Regions from separate parts of the Pan troglodytes genome. Here region 1 is linked to region 2. A link is a contact called in public capture Hi-C data. All regions are on one chromosome and are shown on one strand. Each heading gives the region's core, a stretch centred on a gene start, on an enhancer-like site or on the middle of the called end of the contact. The rest is flanking DNA. Distances are from core to core; before and after follow the strand shown. Region 1 holds the start of NOS2 (nitric oxide synthase 2). Region 2 overlaps LYRM9 (LYR motif containing 9).

Region 1 (7,111 bases), core at 4,320-6,819, 73 kb before region 2:
CTGGAATCCTAGCTCTACCAGTTATGTGTCCTGGATCAAGTTATTTAACTGAAACTCATTTATTCATCCATAAAATGGGTTTAATATATCCACCTTACCAGGATTTGTGGGGAGGTTACATGTTATAAGGACTGATAAGATAATCTGTTAAAAAAAATTCTTAGCAGATACAAACTCCCATTTTGAACTTTTCAGAAAGTTTTTCCTTGTCATGTAACAACCACAGCTAATATTTGCAGAAAAGAAATCTGATCAAGATGCCATGTTAAAATGACCAAAGCTCATGTCGGCATTTCTTTACCTAGACTTTCCAACACCTTCTCTCTGTAGGCAGAAAATTCCCACAATTTTCTGAGCCTTCTCAAAGAGGAAGAAACAAAACCCTCTCAAAACAGCCGCTTCCCCAGAAATGAAGGCAACTCACCTTGCAGCTGGCTGCACTGCCTCCCCAGGGTAAGGACAGTCAAACCGGGAAGAGACCTGTGCCTTGAGAACTTCGGGACTGTCTAGAACTGCCCAGTCCCCTCACCAAAGGTGGCCGAGAGATTTTAAAGCAGCAATGAGGCTGAGTTCTCTGGGGCCAGAGCCTCAGTTTTCGACTCGCTACAAAGTTATGAACACACTGGCAGCCAAGAAGTATTTATACTCACCCCATGCCATCCAGAGAGTTGTTTTTGCATAAAGGTCTCTTTTTTTTTTTTTTTTTTTGGTTTCCAAAGGGAGTGTCCCCAGCTTGCGTACAGTTAGCTAATTTATGACTGTGACTGCCAGGGCCTGTGGGTGACCTGATCTTGCTGTTACATCACTCTGTGTGGTGCCTCTTCACCCAACCCACCTCTTTCTGGTCCCAAGTCCAAGGTGGCAGTTCATCAGCAGGGTGGCTGCTAAGATAGAGGCACCACGGAGCCAGGTTTTATTTGGCCAAGCCACATGGCCTCACTTTCAGCATCTGGGAGATTTTTTCCTCAGCAGGGAGCTCTCTGGTTAATCCCTGTCCATCCTCTCACTTTTCCAGCTTGTGACAGGAGTCCAGGAAGCTGGGGGAATATTGACAGTATGGAACACGCTGGAAAATGCCCAGGTTCCAGAAGGCCAGTGATATTAGATGATGCCATTATTCCAGACAGGCCTCTGAACTAGTCACTTGAGGTTTTTGGAAGGGAAAGGAAGGAAGGCTATTGGCACAGAGAGGCCTCTGAGATGTTGGTCTTACTAACACCTCATCCTTTAGCACTAGGTAAGCTTTGGTGGAATGGCAGGTAGGATTATTTCCTACGGGGGGAAGAATTCCTTCCCTTATAATGGAATTGATCACTTCTTACATGAAAAAGTGGTAATTTCTTATAATTTCATTTCTTTTATTTATTTATTTATTTTTGAGATGGAGTCTCATTCTGTCACCAAGACTGGAGCGGAGTGGCACGATCTCTGCTCATTGCAACTTCTGCCTCCCAGGCTCAAGCGATCCTCCCACCTCAGCCTCCTGAGTAGCTGGGACTACAGGCATGCACCACCACACCCAGCTAATATTTTTGTGTTTTTGGTAGAGACTGGGTTTCACCATGTTGTCCATGCTGGTCTCGAACTCCGAAGCTCAAGTGATCTGCCCACTTCAGCCTCTCAAAGTGCTAGGATTACAAGGGTTAGCCACCATGCCTGGCCTACAATTTCGTTCCTTATAATGCCTCAAATACAGTATTCCCATACATATGCATTTTTCCATCATAAAAGTAAAATAACAACTACATTAGGGAGAAGTTGAGAAGCAAAGGGAAAAAAAGTCACCCTTGATCTCACCGTCCCAACACTTTGCTGCCACTGTCCACTCATTTCCTTCCTGTCTTTCCCAAGTTAAATTCAGCATAATATATTAACTTTGTCAAAGATAAACTAAGAGCCACAAAAAAGACATGGATATCAGAGCTCAAGGATCTTTGTTGAGTGAATGTGTGGATGAATGAATGAAAAATAGGAGTAAACTGGAATGAGTTTTAACATATCAAAGCCATCTTCCCTTCAGGCTTCAGCTCAATGCTGCGGCTCAATGCTGCGGCTTAGAACTCTGGCTTATGGAGCATCTGCCACGAAGAGCAATGCATTTTAGAAAGTGACAAGATGGCCGGGCGCGGTGGTTCATGCCGGTTCAGTTCAGGTAAACAACACTCAGGGAAAGAGTCAGAATCCTGGCCTTAGGGAGTGCAAGGCCTAGAAAAATAAATGGAAAATTATAGTACAGAGTGATATCTGTAGTGATGGAGGGATGGTATGGTGCTGATGTACCTGGTTCTGCCTTGTTCAAGGAAAGTTTACAAGGGAGAGGACACCAGGACAGGGTTTTGAGGGATGATTAGGAGTTTGCTACACTCTATTCCGTGTAGCTGCTTTCACATATTCTGGCTATACCTGCCGCAAACACATGTATTAACACATTTAATGCCCCCACCCAAGAGCCTCTGAGGGGGATACTACTATTTGCTATTCATGGAATCCTCAAGAATCCCATCTACTTGGCCTCAAAGCACTTCGTTGATTTTCCTTCAGAAAATGCAGTTATTCAGTTATGTGATCTGTCAAACATGTCACCTCAGGTGCCCCTCTAACACAGCGTCTGCTTGGTGTGGTATTCTTGACCTGTGGCAGGGTTTGAGTCCAAGCACCAGGCTTGAGGACACATTTGGAATTAGCCAGCTGGGAAGGAAATATAATTTCTCCTCAATCATCTTAAGTTATTTGTTGGGAAAGACACTGTAACAAAAGACAGATTAATAATAGAGAAAAAAAAGCAAGTTTGTTAATGTCTGTGATGCACACCACGCAGAAGAAGCCTCAGTGAAAGTAACTCAATGCTGTGGCTTAGAACTCTGGCTTATGGAGCATCTGCCATGAAGAGCAATGCATTTTAGAAAGTGACAAGATGGCCGGGCGCCGTGGTTCATGCCTGGAATCCCAGCAATTTGGGAGGCTGAGGTGGGCAGATTGCTTGAGGCCAGGAGTTCGAGACCAGCCTGGGCAACACAGTGAGATCCAATCTCTACAGAAAAATTGAAAATAAATTAGCTGGGTATGGTGGCATGCCCAGCTACTGTAGTCCTAGCTACTCAGGAGGATCAGGTGGGAGGATCACTTGAGCCCGGGAGTTAGAGGCTGCAGAGAGCTATGATCACGCCACTGCACCCTAGCCTGTCTCAAACAACAAAAAGGAAAAAAAAGAGGGAAAGGAGGAAAGGAAAGGAAAGGAAAGGAAAGGAAAAGAAAGGAAAGGAAAGAGAGAAAGAAAGAAAGAAGAGAAAGGTGACAAGACGAATGCAGTTGTAGGCTTCCAGGGGTGGGAAGCTATGAGAAGGTAAACGTGTGGGAGTGAGCTAAGGAGTAGGATAGCAAGGTTTGTTTGTATTTGTAGATGGCTCTGGTGCCATCTCTGAGCTGATAAAACTTATCTTCTCATCTTGATGCTAGGAAAGCATCTTTCTCCAAGGAATGTTTATGGCTTGCTGCAGGCAGGACAGGGCAGTTCAGATAGCCCTCTCTCTAGCTGCTCTTTCTCAAATGCCTTCAGCTGGAGATAATCAGGATGCCATATCGGCATATCTGGGCGTGGCACGTTCTGGTTTCCTTTAACCTGAAAGGTCCCAGGTTCGAGGCACAGCTTCACTGCTGACCCACCATGTGATCTTGGAAAAGCCACTTCTCTCTGGGCCTGACTTTTCTCGTGACAAAAGGTGATAAAAATAAAAGTAAATAAACGAGATACAAGAAAATGCTTTGAGCCATTGAGCAAAAAGTCAGCCAAGTAAGAATTTATTATCCTTGCTGGGAGTCAGAGAGTAACAGTTTCCCTTTTGACAAAGAGCAAGTGGATACCAGGACTTGCCTTCTGAAGTATCCTTCCTCAGACAGGTCCCCGTCCCACCACAAACACCTGCTTTTAAATTCCCGGTCCTCTCTCTCCCTTTGTAACATTAAATTCATGTATGTATTTTTAATTTTTAATTGGAATAAATTTCACATAACATAAAATTACCAATTAACTATTTTAAAGTGTAAAATGCAATGGTTTTTAGAATATTCACAATGTTGTATAACCATGACCACTATCCCAATCCTCTCTTAACCGGCAAATAGGAAGAGGAGGAAAGTAAAAATAGTGATAATGATTGTGATGATACAGAGAGGTTAGGAGACTCACCAAGGTCACACAGCAAACAGTCTTCAAGCCGGGACAAACAGTGAGCTTCTGGTACCCTCCCCAGAGCGCCTGTCTGCAGGGTCCAGGGCTGGCCCCCTACTGGAGGTTGGCAAGTCTCCTACGGCTTCCTGGGCCTGCACGGCTGCCTTCTTCTTGGCCCTGCCCACCCAGCAGGCCGCATTCCTGGCCTCTTCTGATGATGGATGCAGCAGGTGAATTCTGCTGGGGAGAAATCAAAGAGCACCTTGAAGGGCAGGCGGGGGACAGGTGGGCCCCCCGGAGGGTGGCGATAGAGGTTCCGAGGCTGCTGTGGAGAAATGCCCTCCTCCCTGCCTTCCCAGGCTGTCCTAGGCACCATGCTGACAGCAATCAGCACGGGAATGTCTTGGGCTCATTATCCTGGAATTGATTTTCCACTGGATTGATTTGATCTGTTTCTATGCCAGGCTGTGAAGATGGTTCAGATCCAGTTAGCCCTCGGAAGTTAGCAACTTTGAAGACTTTTCTACAAAAACAATTGATCAGAGCTAACGTTTACCGAGCAAGGCACTTAAACATACCAAGCATTTAATCCACACAACAGTCCTGTGGGGTGGGAATGATCACTAGCCCCATTTTATAGATGGGGAAATTGAGGCTAAGCAAAGCCAAATGACTTGTCCAAGACCACACAGTCAGGTGGTGGCAGGGCTACAACCCTGGAATCCCAACTTGCACTTGCTCTGGTGCTTGCTCCATAAATACAGCCAGGCCCTGGGCTTTCCATTTATTATCTCAGTTAATCCTCCAACAACGTTGTGTGGCAGGTACTATTATAATACTATCCCCAATTCACCAATAAGGAAACCGAGACACAGAAAGTTTGAGCGACCAGCTCAATGTCACTCAGTTTGTAAGTGGCAAAGCTGAGGACTGACCCAGGTCTGAGACCTTGACTGGACCCCACTTGTGCGCCCACTGTGTGCTTACCCATTTTGCTACAGGTGAGTACACCCAGGGGCAAGGAGAGGTGACAATGAGAGAGTGGGAAACTGAGATCAAGGTAGGAGCTGAGGATTACCTGGGGTTGAATGTTCTCCCCTCCATGTCAGTGTCTGGTGCCAGCTCTGTGCAAGGCCATGGAAGGAGGAGACGGAGTTCCTACTGTGTGCCCCACCTCACAGAAAGTGATAAAAATTTTATTTTAGAAATATATTTCAGGTTTAAAAAGAGCCAGTTTAAGGTAAAATGTTTAAGCAAATAACAGTATAGGTGCATGCAGATGTGACACAAATGATAAAGGTGGGACGTGAAGGAAATACAGGGGTGTGGCTCTTACTCTCTATTTGTGTGTGTGCATGTCCCGTGGCGAGTCACATGTCCTGTGGGGCCTTCACTCCGCTCAGCTGTCAAAGGATGGCATTGAGAAGAGGCATTCCTGGGACCCTCCGGGTTCTGAGGCCCTAACAAGCTCAAGTCCCCAGACCCTGAGCCCTATGTCATTTGTCAAGTGACCACTGGAGGGCGTGAGTCACACAAATTCCAGCAGCTCCGAAGCTGAGGTCTTCCCAGGTTTCCACCACCTTGCCTGACTTGGAGATGACGGAAGTGAAGTGAAGGGATTTTTACTGGAAATGCCCGGTGGTCACTCCAGGGTGGACAGGCCCAGGGTGGACCAGGAAGGTGGACAAGCTTTGCTGAGTCCCTGGAGTGTGACTCAAGCTGGCTGGTGTAGGCCTGGCACTTTGCTGGTGTTTCTTTTAAAAGCCTCATTTCTTGTCAAGTCTCCCCAGAACATCCTCCCTTCCCTGCCCTCCCGTTTTGCTTCCTGGGTGCCTGTCCTTCTAGGTTGAGAAACAACAAACAGAGTGGCACCTGGGGTAGTCCCAGGGTGTGATGGTTCAAGGGGCAAGATTCAGGGGCAAGTAGTGTATCTGGGAAGTGCAGGGGACATCAGGAGGGGAATGAGGAAGTGAGACAGAGAAAGGGAGGCAGCTGGTAAAAGTACTATAGGTCAGCTTTCACGATTTGCAACTAGACTCAGCCCCACCAGGGAACTTGAAAAATGGTGCAGAACACAGGGCTTCAAATGATCCCACCCAAGGGGCCAGGGGCTGGGCTACTGACCCAGCAGTTCCAGAGCATCACTCATTGAGGCTGCTCCCAGGGAGGTTAAATTCCCAAGGCCTGCTGTGGGCAGAGCAGCCTTCCTTGGTTCTGGGAAAGCCCTCTAGAATTCACAAAGTGCACTGGAATGAGACGAAGACAGACGTCACTGCTACAGGGGGTTTAGAATTAGGTCAAATGGAGGAAGAGAGGTACCTTCTCCCCAGGTACAGCCTCTGAGGGTGCTGGATGCTGATCCAAGAAGTTCTAAATGCCAAGAGCTTCAGCTAAGCCCACCCTCTTGTATCCTTCCCTAAGAAGCGCTGCATCTTTGGTTAGGCCACATAAGCCCTCCGGGCCTCCCTTTCCTCAGTTAAGGGTCTCTGAGGCCTTTCCAGCTGTGGTATCTGGGCTTTCTGAGTCTCCCCACCTCATACATATCTGGTCTCTGATGCTCTTGGAAAAGTTATCTTCCCCACCAGAGTGCCCCTGAAAGGCAGAATGTAGCAACGACTGGCAACTTCTGCAGAGCCTGGCCACTGTGTGCACAGAGATGTCTGGAGCATCGTTCTCTACGAGAGTCAGAAACAACCCAAGTGATCAGCATAGAGAAAGGCACACCGGGCCAGCTTTATAGTGTACCATTACGTGGACAAAAAAAAAAAAGTGTATTAAGAATTTTTTGGCCAGGTGTGGTAGCTCATGCCTGTAAATTCTAGCATTTTGGGAGGCTAAGATGGGAGGATTGCTTGAGCCCAGGAGTTTGAGACCAGCCTTGCCAACATGGCAAAACCCTGTCTGTGCAAAAAATACAAAAATTACAAAAATTAGCCAGGTGTG
Region 2 (7,111 bases), core at 1,516-4,015:
TACATAAAGAGTTGATTACAAAATCGCCCCTTTGGAGAAGGTCCAAACTCCTTAGCAAGGCCTGCAGGGCTCTGCACGATTTGGTTCCCGTGGTGTATTCAAGCCTCATCCCCTCCACCTCCACCCCTATTTTCTCCACCCACCATGATGTCTCAACCACACCAAGCAGCATGTGAGTCCCTGAACAAGTGGTGCTCCTTGGCCTGAAATGCCCCTCCCCCAAGCTAGCAAAGATGCCTCTGTCCCCTTCTCTGACAGAGGTTTCCTCTCTGCAGCAGATCCCAACTGGAAAAAGGGAGATGCCTGAACCTTAATTCAAGTTTTGAAATTTTATTTTCCTGAGACTGGACATTTCACTTCATGCATTGAAACTGTTTTGTGACTTCAAAGTAGCCATAGCTTTGGGTTTTTAAAATTTAAGTCCAGCCAGAAATTTTTGAGGCTTTGTCTCAGTTTTCATCCAGGGACAGGGAGAACAGGAACCTCCAGAAAAAAAAATACAAAGGAATTGTGAGAGAAAAAGATAAATCTATGTTATGATCACATCCTACGAGCCACAATTGCTCAACCTCCAGGCAACCCACGCCTGTCTTTCCCTTAGACTGTGAGTCCCTTCCTGCGTGGAGGGAAGACTGTGCAGTAAATGTTCAATGAAGATGGGGTGGGCACAGGGGCGAGAAATGGAACTGTGTAGGGCAGGACAGGCTCTGCCCCAGGAAGCATGTGCTGGTGTAGGACTCAAGGCTAGCACTGCCCCAGGAGTCAGCCTCAGATATGCAGGGTCTTGCAAAGAAGACCCTTGAGGGTTTTAACATCTGTCTTTTGCTACACAGATAAACCCAGAAACTTTATAATGCAAATGCACCCCAGAAAGGCAATGTGAGTCCAAAGGAGTATCTAAGTGTGGGCAACACGTGTCAAATCCTTCCCTGCTGACATTTTGCTTGTACAGTGGACACCAGGGAGAGCCGCAAGGACCCACCTAAAGAGAAGCATCAGCTGGGCGCGGTGGCTCACACCTGTAATCCCAGCCCTTTGGGAGGCCAAGGCGGGCAGATCACTTGAGGTCAGGAGTTCCAGTCCAGCCTGGCCAACATGGTGAAACCCCGACTCTACTAAAAATACAAAAATCAGCTGGGTGTGGTGGCATGCGTCTGTAATCCCAGCTTCTCAGGAGGCTGAGGCAGGAGAATCACTTGAACCCGGCAGGCGGAGGTTGCAGTGAGCTGAGATTGTGCCACTGCACTCCAGCCTGGGCAACAGAGTAAAACTCCATCTCAAAAAAAAAGAAAAAAAAAAAAAGGAAAAGAAAAAGGAGAGAAGTGTCATCACCAGGTAAACCAAAGACAAGAGATGGAGGCCACATGGCTGACAGCCCATCTGTGTGCACTGCCGTAATCTCACCAGCCCATGGGATGTGCAACCTGTAGCAGTGAGAAAAGTGAGCCTGACAGGTTAACAAATCTGCCCCAAATCACACCACCACTAAGTGACAGACTGGGATTCAAATTCAGGTGTCTGTATCTCCAGAGCCCCCTCCAGCAGGCCACACTGGCTGACTCTGGGTGAGACCTTCATCTCCTTCTTCCATTTGCTTGGAGGCTACTCTGTAAACCTTCAACTCTGTGCATTTGAGAATTGAGAGGAGAAATGAAGGACCCATATGCATGGTCCACGCAGGGCTTGGAGTAGTGGAAGTCAGAGGGCAGGGTGGAAGGCAAGGCTGCTGCTGAGGATGGGAGGCTCTCCCAGGCTTCAACAGTGCCCCTGTGTGCACAGTGCTGTGTGCATCCTGCCTCCCCTACCTTGGGCCCCTGCATGACCGGGCTCACTACCCTCTGTGGCAGCACAGGGGCTGGGGGAGAGCAGCCAACACACTGTTCACCCACCCCACCCCTTGCTGGCTCCCTCACGGGCCAGCCACATGCTGGAGCTGGGCAACCACTGTCTGACATGTGGCGAGTAAGCACAGCTGGACCAAGCACCTACCCAGGAACTAAAGGTCATAGAACCACTCCAGGAGCTGGTCAAGAGCAAACGACACTAACTCTATCCTGAACCCTTGTCAGCCTTCAATCATTTCTCTCCTGTTGGGGAAACATCTGGGATACAGCTGCCCCCACTCCTATGATCACAATACAGCCCTGCCACCTGAGGAGGGGCCCCCAGCTCAATGGCAGGGGTGCAGACAGGGGCCTGGCTCAGCTTTGGCCCTAGCCTGAAACCCCTCAGCTTGCCCATACCCTGGTGGGGCAGATCTGACCTCATCAACTGTTGTCTAGCAGTGGGGCCAATCCCAGTCACCTTCTCTGAAGAATGACCCCTCCTGGGCAGCTTTGTCTGACTTGACTCTAGGTTCTCAACAGTAGATGACACTCAGGAAGGAGACAACGTATGCTTAGGGAACGTATGGTTTATCAGTTGAGAAGACACACGAGCTTCCACAAATTGATATATTTACTTCATTGCCAGCGGAGTACACTCGCACACATAGATATCTCTGAGTCACTTTAAGTCACATAACTGCAAGGATACAAACAAACACTAGTTCATCCCTGTGGCTGAGTGCCCTTGGGGAATACTCAGATCCCAGTGGGGCTTCTCTCTGCATCTTCTGGCCACTCTGGCCGTTCTCCCTGAGCCCACCCACCTTCTCCCCCTCCCTTCCATTCTTCCACGATGGTAGCAAAGCAGGGAAGTGCCAGTGGAAAGAGATTGCAGGTGCGCAGAGGCTTGGACAGGCCAGAGTCCATGGCAGCTGCTTTGGCGTCTCTCCTTGGTTCATGTGGTGGGCACTTCACCACTTCAAGGACACTGTCAACTCCCTGAAGGCAAGGCCCAGGGCTTTGACTTCCCTAGGCATGGAGAGACAGTAGTCAGGAAAAGCAGCTCCTTGGCAGACTGCTGGGTGTGTGACAACTGTGAGGGCTCAGGGGCTACAAGCAGGGACAGGGCAAGCTCGCAAACAAATAACTGAGACCCGACGCGGTGCGTGCGGGGAGCAGAGCTGTGCAGGGCGCTGCAGGAGCAGAGGAGGGGGCGGGGCAGGACGGCTTCCTTGAAGGGAGCCCTTCAGGCACTGTCATGTGCCACATCCTGTGTGAGGCACTTCACCTTCATCTTATTGCATCTGGGATTCAAATCCAGATCTGTCTGGTTCTAAAACCCACGTGCTTTCTTCTGTACAGGTTGCTACCCGAGGGGACATCTGCTCTGGGACTCAGAGAATGATAAAGAGATCTCCAGAATAAATGAATCACTTTCAGAGAAAAGTAAAAGAACAAAAACACAAAAATAAAAAACACACAAAAGAAGCAAAAAAATACTACATTCTCCCCAAATTTCACATCGTAAGTGGCTGGAAGTGCAAACATAAAGGATGCTGGCAACATGGCCGCGGCAAGAGGAGCCTCCGGAGCAAGGTCAGCTTCTCCCCTGATTTCGGGCTTTCAGCCAACAAGGCCAATGGATCTTCCAAACCAGCTGCTGCTGCTGAGCTCCAGAAGAGGGGCCTCTCAACTTCCAGAGGCCAGGAAGGCTCACCCTCGGAGCTCTCAGTTTTGTTTTTTATACTGCAAGACAGAGAGATTCAAAGTGGAGGAGGGAAGCCAACGGGCAGGAGGACTCTGGAGAAATCTCAGGCCTCCATCATCTGGACCTCACCTGCCTCCTGCAGGGGCTTCTTGGAGGTGGTGAAACCCAGGCAGGAGGCACTGGGCAGCCAAATCTCTAGTTCATGCCTGGACTCCCTTTCTTCTTTAGTGAAAAAGGAAGCTGACAGGGCTGGGGAGGGAGGATAGTGATAACTCACTCTGGAGAGTGAGTTAGAAGGACAGGGAGGTATGGGCACACTCCAACTCTCTAGGTCCTTCTAATACCAGCATCTAAGGGCCAAGATGCCAGTCTACATTCCTGACTCACTCCCTTCCTCCACCAAAACATACTGAATGTTTCCTCCATAATTCTGCCCCAGTGTGAATACCCCCCAGAGACAGGGAGTCCCCCGCCAGGACAGCTTCCCTCTCTGCGGCATCACAGTGCCACCGCCGGCTCTGGCACTATAGCTTTCCCTCCTTCTTCCTGCTGCCCCCTCTCAGCTCGATCAGCACTGTTGGGCAGAAATTTGCCTTTAAGGATGAAGAGTGAGAGCCCCTCCCCACTTGCAGAATATAAATGCAACCAGAAGGGATTTGTCTTCACCTTTCAGCTTCTGGAGGAGGGAAGCAGCTGGCTGGTGGCCTCCTCCACAGGGACCATTCTCAACTGTGGGGCAGGAGTGGCCTCTAGTGGTCATGGGGATCACAGCCATCATCACCCCAGCTCGCAGGCAGAGCCCAGGGGCCAAGCACCTACTTTGTTCATGATCCAGTCAGCATCTTCAATGGCTCTTTTAATAATCTGCTGGATTCTCTCAGGGTTGTCTTCATCTGAATGAACCCGAAAACTCTGCAAGTTTAAGCATAAAGAAAGATGACTAGGCAAAATGCCCAGGACAGGCAGCTTCAGAGCACCAATCACAGGCCAGGGACACTGCTGGGCACTTTATACCCAGCAGCTCTCTTCATCCTCCATAGACTGTTATGATTATCCCACACAGAGATGAGGAAACAGAGGCTCACTTGCTGCTGAACAACAGCATTTGAATCCTAGTCTATGTGACTGCAAAGCAGGTACTCCTGCCACCAAGGTAGGTGCAAAAAGACTGGCCCCCAAGTTACTGCCAAATCAAGCTAGGCCCAAAGGCTATCAGGCAGTAGAGGCCAAGGGGAAACTTCCATCTCTCTTCCTCAGAAGACGCTGCTTTCCCCAGGGTGAGATCTCTGCATAGGCTTCACAGCAGGGAGGAAGAAGCAGCCCAGTGCTAGGAGAGCTACACAGGGAAGGGAGGGGAGGTAGTAGATAGAGTGGCCTCAGGAAATCCACCCAGGCCCAGTGCAGAGCATGGGATACTGTTTGCTTTTGACCAGATATTCATCCTTGAGAAGCAACCTAAGATTCAGGTTTTGCTTTTCAAAAAGAACTGGCGCCAGGCATGGTGGCTCATGCCTGTAATCACAGCACTTTGGGAGGCCGAGGCGGGCAGATCACCTCAGGTCGGGAGCTGGAGACCAGCCTGACCAACATGATAAACCCCATCTCTACTAAAAATACAAAGTTAGTCGGGCGTGGTGGCACACGCCTGTAATCCCAGCTACTCGGGAGGCTAAGGGAGGAGAATCGCTTGAACCCAGGAGGCGGAGGTTGTGGTGAGCTGAGATTAAGCCATTGCACTCCAGCCTGGGCAACAAGAGTGAAACTCCAACTCAAAAAGAAAAAAAAAGAAAAAAAAAAGAACTGGCACCTCCCTCCCCTGTCACTCCCAGCCCCACACATCCTCCTGCTCATCTTTAGGAGCGCCCCCCCTCAGCATCCACCTCTGGCATGCCCTCCTTGACTCCCCCAGACAGCTAACTGCTCCTTCTCCATGTTTCCACAGCCCTCTGTGGCTACCGCCACCTCTGATTTTTTTTTTTTTTTTTACTTTCCATATTATATGTGTATGAATTTTAGCTAACTTTCTATTTGGAAATGATTTCTCACTTACAGAAAGTTGTGATAATAATACAAAGAATTTCCTACCAGAATCACTGACTGTTAACATTTTGCTACACTTGCTTTATCATTCTCTTTATATAAGTATGTATAAATTTTTTCAGAAGCATTTAAGAGTAAGTTGCAGACACGCTATCCTTACCCCTAAACATTCCCATGTGTAGTTCCTAATGACAAGGGCATTCTCTGACATAACCACAGTAATCAAATTCAGAAGACTCAACATTGATACAACTCTATAATCCATAGCCCATATTCCAATTTCATGCACTGCCCCAGTAATATTCATTTTTTTTTTTTTGAGGCAGGGTCTCACTCTGTCACCCAGGTGAGAATGCAGTGGCACAATCACAGCTCATTGCAGCCTCAACCTCCGGGCTCAAGCAATCCTCCCACCTCATTGTTTGATTTTTCTGTAGAGACAAGGTCTTTCTATGTTGCCCAGGTTGGTCTTGAACTCCTGAGCTCAATCTGCCTGCCTTAGCTTCCCAAAATGCTGGGATTACAGACATGAGCCACCATGCCTGGTTCCCAATAATATTCTTTACAGCATTTTTTTTCTGGTCTAGGATCATACATTACATTTAGTCACCATATCTCTTGAGTTCTCTAATCCAGAACATCAAAAATGTCAGTGTTGTGTTTCACGACACTGACATTTTTGATGAGTACAGGCTTATTAGTTATGTGGTAGATGGCCTCTCGATTTGGTTTTACCTGATGTTTTCTCAGGATTAAATTCAAGTTGTGCACTGTTGGCAGGGATGCCTGCCTAAATGATGTCGTGTCCCACAGTCTATTTTAATTACCCACTTAGCTGCCTCATGCATGCCCTAGCACAGCTGGTGTGCTGGGTGATGCACCCTCTGTTTCCTGGACAGAGAGGAGCTGGGCTGCCCAGCACTGGTTTCCTGTGGCTCTTACCACACTGCCACCTCACCACCATCTCAGAGACTAGCTCTGTGCCCTGGCCTTGGCCTCTGACCTGCGCCCCTAAGCCTGCCATTAGAGGCAGCCCCCAGACCTGGTAGACCCAGCTCGCACCTGCCTGACAGCATGCTTGTAATGCTGCTGGATGCCCTTGGTCGGCAGCTGCTGGCAACAGCGCAGCAAATATCGGTAGAGCTGCAGTGGCCTCTGAACCAGTTCTGCTCCTGGCAGCGGGGCCATCCGTGAGACCCTCTGTCCCTGGAAAACAAGCAGGATCACTTCTAGGGCATCAAGCCAAGTTCAGTACTCAGCCCTGACCCCCAGTTCCCAGTACTCTGGGAAGCAAGCTTGGTGCAGTGCAGAGGCCCCTCCTGTCCCATCCCATGGAGCCTGCACGTTGGGGTGGGCTGGGCATTCAGTTCAACAGAAGCTCTAGCCCAGAGCAGGCCCACAAGACCAAGGGTGAGTGTGGAGGGAGATATACAGCCTCATCCCTGGCGTCTTCTTTCTGGAACTCAACTTCAAGTGGTGCATGAGTAGGTGTCCCTCACCGGCAGGGTAGGGTAGAAAAGCAGGAAGACCCTGAGGG

Evidence for each region. Capture Hi-C pulls out chosen DNA fragments and counts their contacts.
Region 1: a contact with region 2 is called in a capture Hi-C map of stem cell-derived neural stem cells, with 4 times the contacts expected there. The contact joins two enhancer-like sites. A contact is called at or near these places in 3 of 7 Hi-C or Micro-C datasets (induced pluripotent stem cells and stem cell-derived neural progenitor cells) and 1 of 1 other capture datasets (stem cell-derived neural stem cells).

The regions. Positions count from the first base shown.
Region 1 is chr19:39,778,054-39,785,164 of NHGRI_mPanTro3-v2.0_pri, reverse strand. NOS2 (nitric oxide synthase 2) reads right to left here and starts at 615. Exons shown (of 27, transcript XM_054670965.2): 1 at 425-615. Within about 2 kb of position 5,569, at least 2 of the 24 cell types and tissues checked have an H3K27ac peak or open chromatin away from gene starts, as enhancers often do. A contact at or near this core is called in stem cell-derived neural stem cells, where this site is marked.
Region 2 is chr19:39,702,200-39,709,310 of NHGRI_mPanTro3-v2.0_pri, reverse strand. LYRM9 (LYR motif containing 9) reads right to left here. Exons shown (of 4, transcript XR_010153241.1): 2 at 6,637-6,780; 3 at 4,201-4,446; 4 at 2,440-3,572. Among named protein-coding and RNA genes, the nearest start is that of LYRM9, 14 kb to the right of the region's middle. Within about 2 kb of position 2,765, at least 6 of the 24 cell types and tissues checked have an H3K27ac peak or open chromatin away from gene starts, as enhancers often do. A contact at or near this core is called in stem cell-derived neural stem cells, where this site is marked.